2 separate regions of the Hordeum vulgare genome follow, and region 1 is linked to region 2. The links are chromatin contacts, called in public Hi-C maps. All regions are on one chromosome and are shown on one strand. The core of a region is the stretch at or near the end of the contact, and the rest is flanking DNA. Distances in the headings are between cores, read along the strand shown.

What was found. A called contact is a pair of places that touch in the nucleus more often than the background predicts.
Region 1: a contact with region 2 is called in a Hi-C map of leaf, with 2.2 times the contacts expected there. The contact joins the promoter of LOC123407730 here to the enhancer-like site in region 2. A contact is called at or near these places in 3 of 6 Hi-C or Micro-C datasets (leaf and seedling).

Annotation. Positions count from the first base shown.
Region 1 is chr7H:104,181,807-104,187,991 of MorexV3_pseudomolecules_assembly, forward strand. It overlaps LOC123407730 (TORTIFOLIA1-like protein 5), which reads left to right and starts at 4,768. Exons shown (of 5, transcript XM_045100929.1): 1 at 4,768-5,722; 2 at 5,813-5,936. The coding sequence starts at 4,928.
Region 2 is chr7H:103,932,173-103,938,102 of MorexV3_pseudomolecules_assembly, forward strand. No RefSeq gene overlaps it. Among protein-coding and RNA genes, the nearest start is that of LOC123407730, 250 kb to the right of the region's middle. Within about 2 kb of position 2,344, at least 1 of the 3 cell types and tissues checked has open chromatin away from gene starts, as enhancers often do. A contact at or near this core is called in leaf, where this site is marked.

The sequences.
Region 1 (6,185 bases), core at 3,518-6,017, 250 kb after region 2:
AATCTTCTGAAATGCATACTTGTGGTTCTTGTTTTATTTGATTCTGCTATTCTAGCCAAGATTTGGTGACATCTTTTGTATCTAATGTTGTTGCAAAAACAAAGAAAAGCATTGTGCTAGATCAATTTAAGTTGCAAATCTGAGTTTTACGGGCCGGGAGGAGCTGCGCCAGATCAGAACCCGCAGAAGCCGACCCGTATAAAAAGTATATTCCGCGAATATGTTTTTTTACGAATTCATTATGCGAGGCCTGCATCTGTGACAGCCCACGCCGGCCCGCAAAAGCGGTTTTGCGCGAACTGCAAACGCGTTTTGCGGGCCGGCCGGATGCGGGGTCTGCTAGAGTTGCTCTTAGGGGTTCATATTTGTTATGTCCGGCTATAGATATTTTTAGAATACAGATTTATTTATTTTGCTTCGTATGTAAACTATAATGAATTTTTTTATATTTAAAAATGAATGAAGTATTTAGAAATGGTGGGAGTAGTAGCATGACAAATGTGTTGAAAGAACAACTCCTACCATTATTCTCGTGCGTGTTGCGATGTCTAGATCAATCATCATCTGGTAGGGATGCTGTAGCTACAAAGTAGGAGTAGTTGTCATTTCCCCGGTATCATTCCCATATTTTTGTTTCCCGCCAGGCCCACGGGGTTTTTCGACGATGCTGCTTCTCTCTCTCTTTCTCTGGTCTAGCTAGTGCAAAGTAGGCATCATGAAGTCGCCGGCTCGATTTCTGATGATTGTTTCATTAGTTTAAGCAACACACGCGTCCCTCCAAACCACTAGTCTAATCTCCCGCCTGCTCTGTACGGCAGACTGTTAGCAATATGGGTTTTGTAATAGTATATCAGTCATGTGGCCTACTACTCGGTCCCTGTAAAATTACCGCGTCACAACCCGCGTAGTGCCCGTGCCTTGGAAGCTCTCCGGGGCGTACGTCGACATGACACACAGCTGGGAACGAAAGAGAATCGTTGAAGCTGGTGTTGCACTGTGCCCGGGCGCTGACATGACAGCACACCATACCAAAAACATTTCCAAGTAAACAAATCTTCTCCGTGCAGAACCCCAATTTAAAACCCGTTTGTGCAGAACCGAGAGAGGATCCATCGGCGACCGATGAGCGATGGCGATGCAGATTGCAGACCGACATGTCACCCACGCAGTTTTTTCCCCGGGCTCCGCAGCGGTAGCTCGTTTTTCCCGGTGGAAGCAACAAAAATCCACCAGCCAGAGCAGCCCCGTCACCGGACAAGAGTAAGAGCATTTCTAGCTCATACAAAAAAACACAAAAACTGTAAAGTTCCGATGAATTTATGGATTGAACCTAGTTTACTGCGCAGAGCAGACTCCGTATCTGCAGCCCGGTCCGCAAATGTTTTTCGCAAATCTGCAAATGTATTGGATGAACTAATCTCCCGCATAGTTTGAATGTTTAAATTTACAGTTCTGTTTGCGTGTCTGTTCTGCGCAACACTTTTCTGAAACTGTAACCCAGTTTACACTGGACTGCAAATTGCGTATGCAATTTCAGAAAATGCAGCATCTGCTAGAGATGCTCTAAGGCTACTCTGAATGCTCCACCTTGTACACGTGCTAAGGCTCTAACATAGACAAATAATCTGATTGACAAGATAATTAATAGAAGAGATGAGTGTGATGACTATAGAAAAAACAATGCTAAGCACATGAACCTAGGTAAAACAATTAAATAAAAAAAAAGTACATCAATACATGTAATATAACTTTAGTTGTAAAAGCATTAAATAAAAAAGGCTTAACTATAATAAGCTAAGCAACTATAGATTACAGACTTTATTTGTTAAATTATTTAATGTGCTTAACACCTCATCTTATCACCGATACATTTGAAATGACTTAATAAACAAAACAGACAGATCACAGATTACCGATCGGCCCAAGCGGCGGTCACATGGCGGTTCATGTGCGCATCTGCCCAGCACACATGCCGCCATCGCCATGCACGGGGTTCACCTCACTGTCTGTCTGCCTGATGAATTGACACTAGGGGACTGTGAGGTTTAGAGGAGCTGCCGCTCTCCCATTGGCCGATGCGCGCGTTTTCCATTTGTTCTGGTGTGAAGATAAGTTTATACCGCCGGTTGACAGATCACAGATTGGGCCGATCAGAAGGTGGCAGCGGCTCATGGACAAGATTGGTTTACTACTCTGCTCGTACTATGCCGTGGTTTGTGGATAAAGGTTGGAATTGATCGTCACATGCTCCTGGATCTCGATGCGCCCGTGGCGACGTCAGCCGCGTCATGCAGATGGGGGTCTAGATTATATAGAGGATTACCGCGCCATGGGCGGTGAAATATTTTACTAGCTGCACTAGTGTAAGTAATCTTCTGCCGCCGTTCCCAAGCTGTTAACAGATTAGCTAATGCTAGTAACAGACTGTTTGACAGGTGGTCGGGTGAATGAATATCAGGGTGCCGACTGCACTGCCGAGGAATCGCGATCAGCGACGACACAGCCGTACTAGCAAGGTCATTTTTTTCTTAAACGGTACTTAATTTCTTACATACCAGGAAAGTTTTCACGCACCGGTATCGGTACCACTCTGCAAACTGCATCGGCTGCCGAACCAAACTTAGAGGAACAATCGTATCCTCGTTCATCAAGATTAAATCATAATGCAGGCATTATTTTTAAATTTACTTTAAGATTTCTAACAATACGTATTTATTGGGAGGAAACGTTTTTGTCAATGATGAGATGTTTATAATGACATCGTAAGTCTTAATATAATATGCTGACTCAGTTTTTAAAAGATATTCACATAAATAAGATGTGCATGTATACATTTATAAAAAATAGTGTATTCGCGTTTACATACACACTTATATGTGTATTTGTGTTAAAGAAAATGCATTGGCTGGCTGATAATGCAAGCAAAAATGCTAAACATACAAAGAGTTACATAAGATTACACGCTGATTAGGATTCTTTCTTTCTAACTAACCGCTTTCCCCTGATTTTTAAGAGGGGTGAGGCCCTCATTTCCCTTAATCTTCAATCAAAATCCATCTCTTTGTAAAATCTATGTAAATTTATTTATGTGTAGCATTGTTGTAGTGCAAGTGCACGTAAACTATCGGTAGCACTCCCTTGGAGTAGTTGCTTGCCCGTAATAGTACAGGCCATCAGGCTGGTATATATATCAGGAATATCCAATACATGACGTGCAACTTTCTCTACTTAGGTTGGGTGCTGTAAAGAACACAGGCCGTTCCTTCGAATTTATAGTGCTTCAATTTTTTCCATTTGTTATTGGACGGTTGGATTCTTTAAATTATGTCACCAAGAAGCAAAAACCCAAAGATTTAAGGGAAAAGAAGGCGATAAAAAAGAAGCTTAAATGGTAGAAAGAAAAGGATACAACATTGTTGCAAGCCACCTTTGCATCCCAGTATATATCCTACCTTCCTCTGGGGCATTGGACGACATCGGCGACGAGCTTCATGCCGTAGCAACAACAATAAATTGATACGCAATCTAAACTGTATATAAAAGCATTACTCCCTCCGTTCCTAAATATAAGTCTTTGTAGAGATTTCACTAGTGGACTACATACGGATGTATATAGACATACTTTAGAGTATAGATTCAATCGTTTTGTTCCGTATGTAGACCCTTAGTGAAATCGCTTAAAAGACTTATATTTAGGAACGGAGGGAGTATGTCTTTGCAACAACAATAAATGACCACAGTCTAACTCGCTGAAGGGAGGTGATGGGGTTAGCAAGATAGAGGGAAGCAAATGAGTCAAACAATACTTCTAAGGAAATAGACCAAAATATAATAGTTCAAACATATTTCTTTCAAACACAAGTGTTTCACAATAAAACCACATAGTCTAGCTCACTCAAGGGAGATGATGGAGCATTTACGCACATACAGAATGATATGAAAAACAACAACTCAAAGGTAGAACGATTGGAAGACTTTTTTTTCACAGGGGAGAGTGGGGATATGTCCTTAAAGTACTCTACAACAGAGGCGATATACTCTATAATTAATCGTTTGAGATAGCAAAAGTACTTTAAGTGATATAGACATTTTAATATTTCTTTACGAAAAGAGTATACGTGAGTGTTTTTTTAGTGCAAGGCAAAGCACTGCCGGTTTGCACTAAGAGAAAAAAATTAAAAAAATGTTACCTAATTTATAAAGAAAATTAGACCGAAAAACCTTACAACACACGATTGAACAGAGGACAACCGTGCAACAACCCAACTCTTGCCGACGTCAACAACTCGAACTCTACCGTCAATGTATCGACAACCTGAAGAAATGCGAGGACTCTTCGATGACGCCTTCAAAAAGCATCGTCGTCGGTATCCTTCGACCCTATCAAACCAAGGCTTTCGCTATACGTGAGTTTTTTAAAAACAATAATGAGATCAACTTGAAGGCTAACCATTGTTGGCTTTATTTATACCTGAGTTTTTTTTAAGAACAGCAATTTGTAACCCACGCTGAGCAACACCACACCAAACCCCAAATCCATCTAGAGCCGAGAAAACACCACCAAGCACCCCAAGACGTAGTACAAAGATACAAAAAACCGTCACCATTTTTTCAAATCGAAAAGAAAATAAGTCAGAAAAAAAGGCACGAAAAGAGGACATGAATGAATGCGCAGTCCACACCAAGATCTCTCCACCCTCTCCCTTTTTTCTTTTTCTCACCCGCCACCTCCCACCTATTTAGTACCCGCGACGCCATCCCTCCCCTCCCAACCCAACCCCGAGCCGCCACCACCCTCCGTCCCCCGTCTCCGCCGAGTCGCCGCCGGCTCGGCTCCCTCCCACCCGCCGGCGCCCCTCCTCCCTCCTCCCTGCGAGGCGCGGACGGAAGCTCGGCTACATTGATTAGGTAGGCGAGGCCGAGCGCCATGGGGCCAGCGCCGAGGGCCGGGGGCGAGCCAATGAAGCAGCGGGTGAACCGCTGCCTGCACCGCCTCTCCGACCGGGACACGGAGGCCATGGCCGCCAACGAGCTGGACGCGATCGCCCGCGGCCTCGACGCCGACGAGCTCCCACTCTTCCTCGCCGCCGTCTCCGACACGCGGGCCACGGACAAGGCGCCGCTGCGGCGCCACTCACTGCGCCTGCTCGCGCTGCTCGTCGCCGCCCACCCGCGCGACGCCGTGGCGCCGCTCGTGCCCAGGCTCGTCGCCGCCGCGCTGCGCCGGGTGCGCGACCCGGACTCCTCCGTGCGCGCCGCGCTCGTCGACGCCGCGCGCGCCATCGCCGGGGCCGCCGCGCCCCCCTCAGCCCCCGCGGCCCTCGGCCCGCTCGCCGACGCCGTGCTCCACGAGCAGGACCAGTGCGCGCAGCTCGCCGCCGCGCTCGCGGCGGCGGCCGCCGTCGAGGCCTCCGCCCCGACCTCCGACCTCGCCGACTACCTCCTCGCGCTCCTCCCGCGCCTCCTCAAGCTACTCCGCAGCGCCGCCTTCAAGGCCAAGCCTGCGCTCATCTCCCTCATCGGCGCCGCCTCGGCGGCCACCGACGGCGAGGGCGCCGCCACCGCGGTGCCCTGCCTCCGCGACGCGCTCGCCGGGGACGACTGGGCCGCCAGGAAGGCCGCCGCCGAGGCGCTCGCGCTGCTCGCCCTGGAGCACGGCGACGACCTCTCCGCCCACAAACCCTCCTGCATTGCCGTCTTCGAGGCCAAGAGATTCGATAAGGTCCGTCCCTCGTTCAGATCTTCTGCTACGGCATCCTCGTGGATCTACTGCTTCCTCGCTGACATTTCTAGGCTTTCCTTGGCAATGCAGGTGAAGATTGTGCGGGAGTCCATGAACCGGATGATCGAGGCGTGGAGGGAGATCCCGGACTTGGAGGAGGACGTGTGCTCCTCCGGCGCCTCGCCGGCCCAGACCAGATCTTCCTCTCTCACAGGTGATGTCACCAGTCTTCTTTTGGAAATTTCGAGTAAATTGTTCTCTATTGTTTGGACTTTGGACTAGTATATAAACATGAACTTGTCTGGTAATAAAAGGCACAAGTGGAGTGGGTTCTCGTGAGACACTAGGCAGCAGAACTGTTCTTTCCTGGTACTATATGACAAACGGAAATTCAAAAATGTTCCATTTAAATATATATATAGGAATTCCTGGCATATGATATGAGCTCTGAGTTCTGACACTG
Region 2 (5,930 bases), core at 1,094-3,593:
CAATCGAGTAGGAAGTTCCATAAGACTATGTAAGCGGTACCTACACACAAATAACAAATCCTCGCAACCCAACGCGTGTAAGGGTTGTCAATCCCTCGTGGGTTAAATAAAAGGGTAAAATGATATATTGATAGATGCAAATAAAGTGATGGTAAATGAAACGTAGCAAGGTATTTTTGGGTTTTGATAATATAGATCTGGAAATAAAAGAGCAAATAAAATGAAAACGCGAATAGCAAAATAGATCTTGCAAATAGATGATGTAAAATAGACCCCGGGGCAATAGGTTTCACTAGTGGAAATTTTAAGAACATGCAGTAATAAAAATGCCAGTGATATAGAGATGTGAGACCTCTATGAATGAAGAACCGGCAAAAACTCCAACATCGAAAACATCATAGAAGATTCACATAAACTCCGTTTTCGATGAACTCGAGCTTGTCATAGAGATGACCATAAGCTCTAAAATTCACAAAGAGAACCATCAAACAAGAATCAATAAATATCATGCAAGGATGAGAATGGTTTGAGCTATCAAGGAATGATGCGATCAAGCTGCTCCCTTGAGAGCCCCCCTTGACCATACGACAATCTATCCTAAAATAGAAAACCTATCAAGGGCAAACCTATACCTTGCACATAGTCCACTTGAGGTAGATAATGACGTTCTTGACTTTCTCAAGATAGACCACCTTTCTTGATTGCGTTGGCTTGATGAAGACTGGTAAATTGCTCCCCATACTCCACTATTGGTGAGTCACTCTTTAGCACATCTTCACAAGTCCATTGCCATCACAATGGACGGCAAGCTCCAAGCATGATATCTTCGTGATGCTCCACTTGAACTTGCACACCGCAATCTTGATGACGATCACCACTTGACTTCATCCTCCATGGGTTGTATGAGATCTTCCTCTTGACGCAAGCCTATGAAAACACACCTAACCCTATGTAGAACTCTCACGAAGACCATGGTTTAGTACACAAAAGCGTAATGGACAATGCTTACCATACCATGGGATCACTTGATCCCTCTCGGTACATCTTCTACGCTTTGTGTGTTGATCAATTTGATTTACTCTTTGACTTAGTCTTGATCAACCTTGTGTCTTTATGATCAAGCTTTGGATAAAACCTTAAATACCAACTTGGTCATCATATAAACTCCTTGAAACCAACAGATAAAATTCAAGAAGTGCCTATGGAAAAATCGTTCGAATATAACTTAAGGCAACCATTAGTCCATAGGGATTGTCATCAGTTACCAAAACCACATATGAAGAAATGTGCTCTAGCAACAATGAAATGGGTGGTGCGCGTGGATGGTCACGGTGGAGAAGACATTGGAGGCAAAGAAAGAGTTGGTAAAGAAGAAGGCACGAGAGAAGCAAGAGAAGTGGCAATTGCTCAAGGACGAGGTGTTGCGCAAGGCGACCATTGAGGAGAGAAGAGTCTTTGCCGATGAAACCAAAGCCATGGCCAAGCTTCTTGCTGAGGAGAACAAGATCATGACATTGAGCCGCGATGACATGAACGACATCACCAAAGAATGGCATGATATGACAAGGAGAGACATCTTGAAGAGGAGGATGCAAGCGGCGGCCGGTGGGTGTTTCGGTGCCGGTGATGTTTTTTCCATCAGGAGTTGGAACAAGTATCGTTGATGCTTTCATTACGCCCGGCTATGCTTTCGGTGTCGGAGTTGGAACAACTGCCGGTGTGGACTCGAAGGCGGAGATGGCATTGATGGCGATGATGCGGAGTGAAGATCATGAAGACAGGTGAAAAGCGACCAAGATGATGATGGCCGTGGCTGTTGCTTTTGCATGCAGTCCTTTTGCATTTGTCGTAGAAAACTATGCTTTTATTTGTAGGCTAACTATGTTGTATTCTTTAAATCTAAACTCAATCATCGGAATCGCTGCCAAATTGGCTAATCTGGGATTTTTGGTTTGCGGGCCGACACGGGCTGCTATCGAGCAGGCCCGCGTAACCGACCCGTAAATAACATATTCGCAGAATATGCTGTTTTACATATCGGCTACGCGCGGTATGCTCGGCCGCAGCCTGCTTCAACTCGTAAAACCTTTTTTCTCTAAGCTAGCGATAGCTCCATCTGGCTATGAACATGGGATAGCTTTCATTGCATATGGCTCCGTTTAGGCGTCGAGGGAGATGCTAGCTAAACCGTCGGCAAAGAAGCAGCTGGAATAATCAATCTGATTTCGAGACAGCATGCTTGATAGAAAATGAAAACAGCGTGATTCGGAATGCATTATGTTGGACCGTAGTAGCTAGCTTCACGTAGCAGGTGTTGAGGTGCGAGATCGTTCTCGCCGAAACGTATTTTGCACCTATCTTCCATATTTCATTATCTCATAAGCCCTACCCCACCTATTCATTTCCTGTCTATTCTCAATAAAAAAATCGAATATATTTTGTGTGCGGATTCTTTGCCCCTTTCCCACCCAGTTCTTTCACTGTCAAAAGAAGAGTTGCCAAAAGATTATGTTTGGTTTGCCAGGCTGCATTCAATGATGTGACAACCTCTGCAAGTGGAATTGCAATACGTTCGACCTCTTCAAAGACTGGCGTGCAGTTCATCTAACAAAAATCATTACGTGCGGTTTCACACAATAATAACCTAGATGTCTGACGCACACACCGTTCTTGTTAGCTTGAAAAGTGTTTTCGATGTCCAAAATAATGAAACCAGTGCATATATTACAAGAACACAAAAAGATCAACTCGTGTCTATTTCCTTGGCGAAGGAACTAAATGAAAATATATATTTTTAAACGGATTCGTCATGGTTCCTTTAGAAAAAAGAGCCTCCAAACTTAATTTGAAAATTAGTGAGATGGTGGAGCCATGAGGTGGTAATCCTCATAGAATCGAGACACATGAAGGAAGAAATTTGACACCATAACTGAATGGCAATAAAATATTTAGGAAAAACCTAACTTTCATAAGTGTGGGCGTTTGTAATTTGTCCACATGCCTTCATTATCACTTATTTTGCTAGGTCAAAACAGTTGACATCAACGGGAATATTTTTTGATTTTGACTTAAAAATATTTTCTTTTCTAACTAAAAATTCGTTTTCACCATTAAATCCGTCTCGACAACACATCTTCAAAACTTGATTCCTTGTTGATATGGTTTGATGAATTGTTTTTGGCAACAGTTGCCATGATGTTACACTGTAGTTGTCATAGTGTTTACATTAAAGTTGTCATGACATGTTTTATGTATTTTTTCTAGATTAAAGCTATTGGTCCATATTTTCAATTACTCTTCATGACAATTTTTATAAATTAACCATGACAATTTTTAATAATTAACCCTGGCAAATTTAATGCATGGATCATGACAATTCTTTACTAATCCATCAAAATTTACTTTTAAAAGTAAAAGAAAAAATACCTAAAATATATCATGGCAACTTCAATATAAACACCATGACAATTTATGTTCAATAGGCATGGCAAGTTTTAAACCAAAAAAAGTCGTCGAAACATAATGATATGAGATCTAGTTTCGAAGATCTCGTCGCGATTGATTTAATGATGAAAACGGATCTTCAATCAGATTTTTTTTATTTAAGAGATAAAACATTTTAAAAACTGGAAATAAAAAAAGATCCCCACATGCATGCAAGCATGACAAAGTACAATCTATGTGTTATAGGCGTGTGGGCAGATGTTGCTCTCACCAGACGTGTGAGCGTTACAGCGACCCAATATCTATAGGCAGTCGAAAGAGGAAAAAATAAAAAAAGGAGAAAAAAAATAGATACATGTAATCACGAATTATTACATTAAATATACGGATCAGTTTTGAACTGGCTATGGTGTTTCCAATTACCATATGTGGTTATTGTAAAAATCTGCCATCGTGTCAATGTCTCTCCTCGCTAGTCCCTCCCACAAATCACGGGCGCCCCTTCTCTCCCTCCCCTCCCCTCCCACACCCCCACGCGAGCAACCAACGGGCCCCAACCCTAGCTACATGTCGTCCCCGCCTTCCCCTCCATATCTCCGCTATCGTCGATGGTCGGCGTCGGTCAAAGCCCGTCCATCTGATGACGACAACGGAGGTGTTGCCTCCCTCTTGGGTCTTTGGGTGGTGCAGGACGCCCCATCTTGAGGGTGTGATCCCGACCTGGATCGTGACGACGCCGATCTGAACAATGACGCCCTGATGCACAGTGACGACGTGGGGGCCAGGCGGCCTTCTAGCGGTGGCCTAGGCGTCAGGGCTGGCGCAACCCTTCCCATCTGGGGTGGCGGCCCGTGAGATGGCCTCCGTGTCTGGTGGCGTGGCCGGGTGGGTGGGTTGTCGGGGATCGGACCGGATGGTCGGAGATGCACCGACTGGTTGGTTACCGGGTTGTGACGGAGTGGGAGGTGGGGATCGAGATTGGGATAATTTCCAGGCCGGCTTTTGTCGGTCGCGACGTAAACTACACCCGAGGGTGCCGTTTTCCTTCCTGGAGACGTATTTCGGATCCACCCCACCCTTTCCCACCTCATGGTCTCTCGGGTGAAAACCCTAGGGCGGCGACGATGCTCTTGGCGACGTGTCCTTCTTGAAGGCGTCATCGCTTGGGTACGTCGGCAGTTGCAGATGGCGTGCCCCTCTTTCTTCAGGTGGCAGTTGTTTCGGTGGAAACCCTAGATCTAGGTTTCCCGGATCGGATGATGACGGAGACTTTGGCATCATTTTTCCCTCCTGGGGGCATCGTCTTGGAGCAGTACATCACTAAAGAGGCCAACACGTGGAATAGTGTTACATCTTACATCAACCGCATTGAAGACAGTGGATATCAGCGGTGTGGAGTAGTGGAGTTTCAATGTTGGATGCGGTTGATCGACGTGCGCACGCGGGTTGCGCTCTGGTCTGGTGGTGATATCGATGGCAGATGGGACTTGCAGGATCTTTGCAGTGATTCGTCCTGAAGATGGGATGGAGGAGGACGAGAGCGGCGGATCCTGTTATGTATGCACGCGATGCATGTTATGGGAACTTAGACCGGACGGTCTTAAGGCCACTATTTTAGGTTGTGTCTATTATGCGGACAAAACATATATGTATACTTTCAGGTGTAGGGACTTTATTCGCATAGTAGGTGGCTTTGAATGATCCTTGTATTGAATGAATGAATCAATATATATGGTTGTGCCTATCATGTTAATGCAGAGGTTGGAGTAATCCTCCTTTAAAAAAGAAAAATATATGATTATTGCTCTTGTAGCAACACGAGTAAGGTAGTGGGTTCAACGTATTTGGCGTAGCTCTTGCACTCGACGTCCGTCTTCCTTGACGAGCGGGTCATTTCACACGTAAGTTGCTGTGACGAGCTTAATTAAGGATGCGTTTGGTTGCAGGGACATGCTAGGGTGGTTCAGGGCATCCCCAACCACCTGGTTAGGGATAGCCATTTTTTTGTTTGGTTGAAAGGGTGGTGTTATGCCATGTTTGGTTTGGTTTGAGGGATATAAATGAAGGATAAGGGTGCGACCTCGGGAGTGCGAAGGAAGGAGACGACCGGCTGGTGATAGAGGAAGAGGAGGGGCTGCGACACGGAGTAAGGATAGGAGCGACCAACGACGCGGAGGTAGGAGAGGAGCATCCGGCGGCGCGGAGGTAGGAGAGGAGCGTCCGCCAGTGTCGAGGCAGGAGAGGAGTGGCCGAGAGCGTGGAGGTAGGAGAGGAGCGGCCGACGACGCGGAGGAAGGAGAGGAGCGGCCGACGGCGCGGAGGAAGCACAGGAGCGGCCGGTGACGCACAGGTAGGAGAGAGAGGCCGGCTACGCGGAGGGCGGAGAGGAGCGGCCGGCGGCGCGGAAGGAGAGGAGCGACCGGCATGGAGGAAGGAGAGGAGCGGCCAGCGACGCGGAGGGCGGAGAGGAGCGGCCGGCGGCGCGG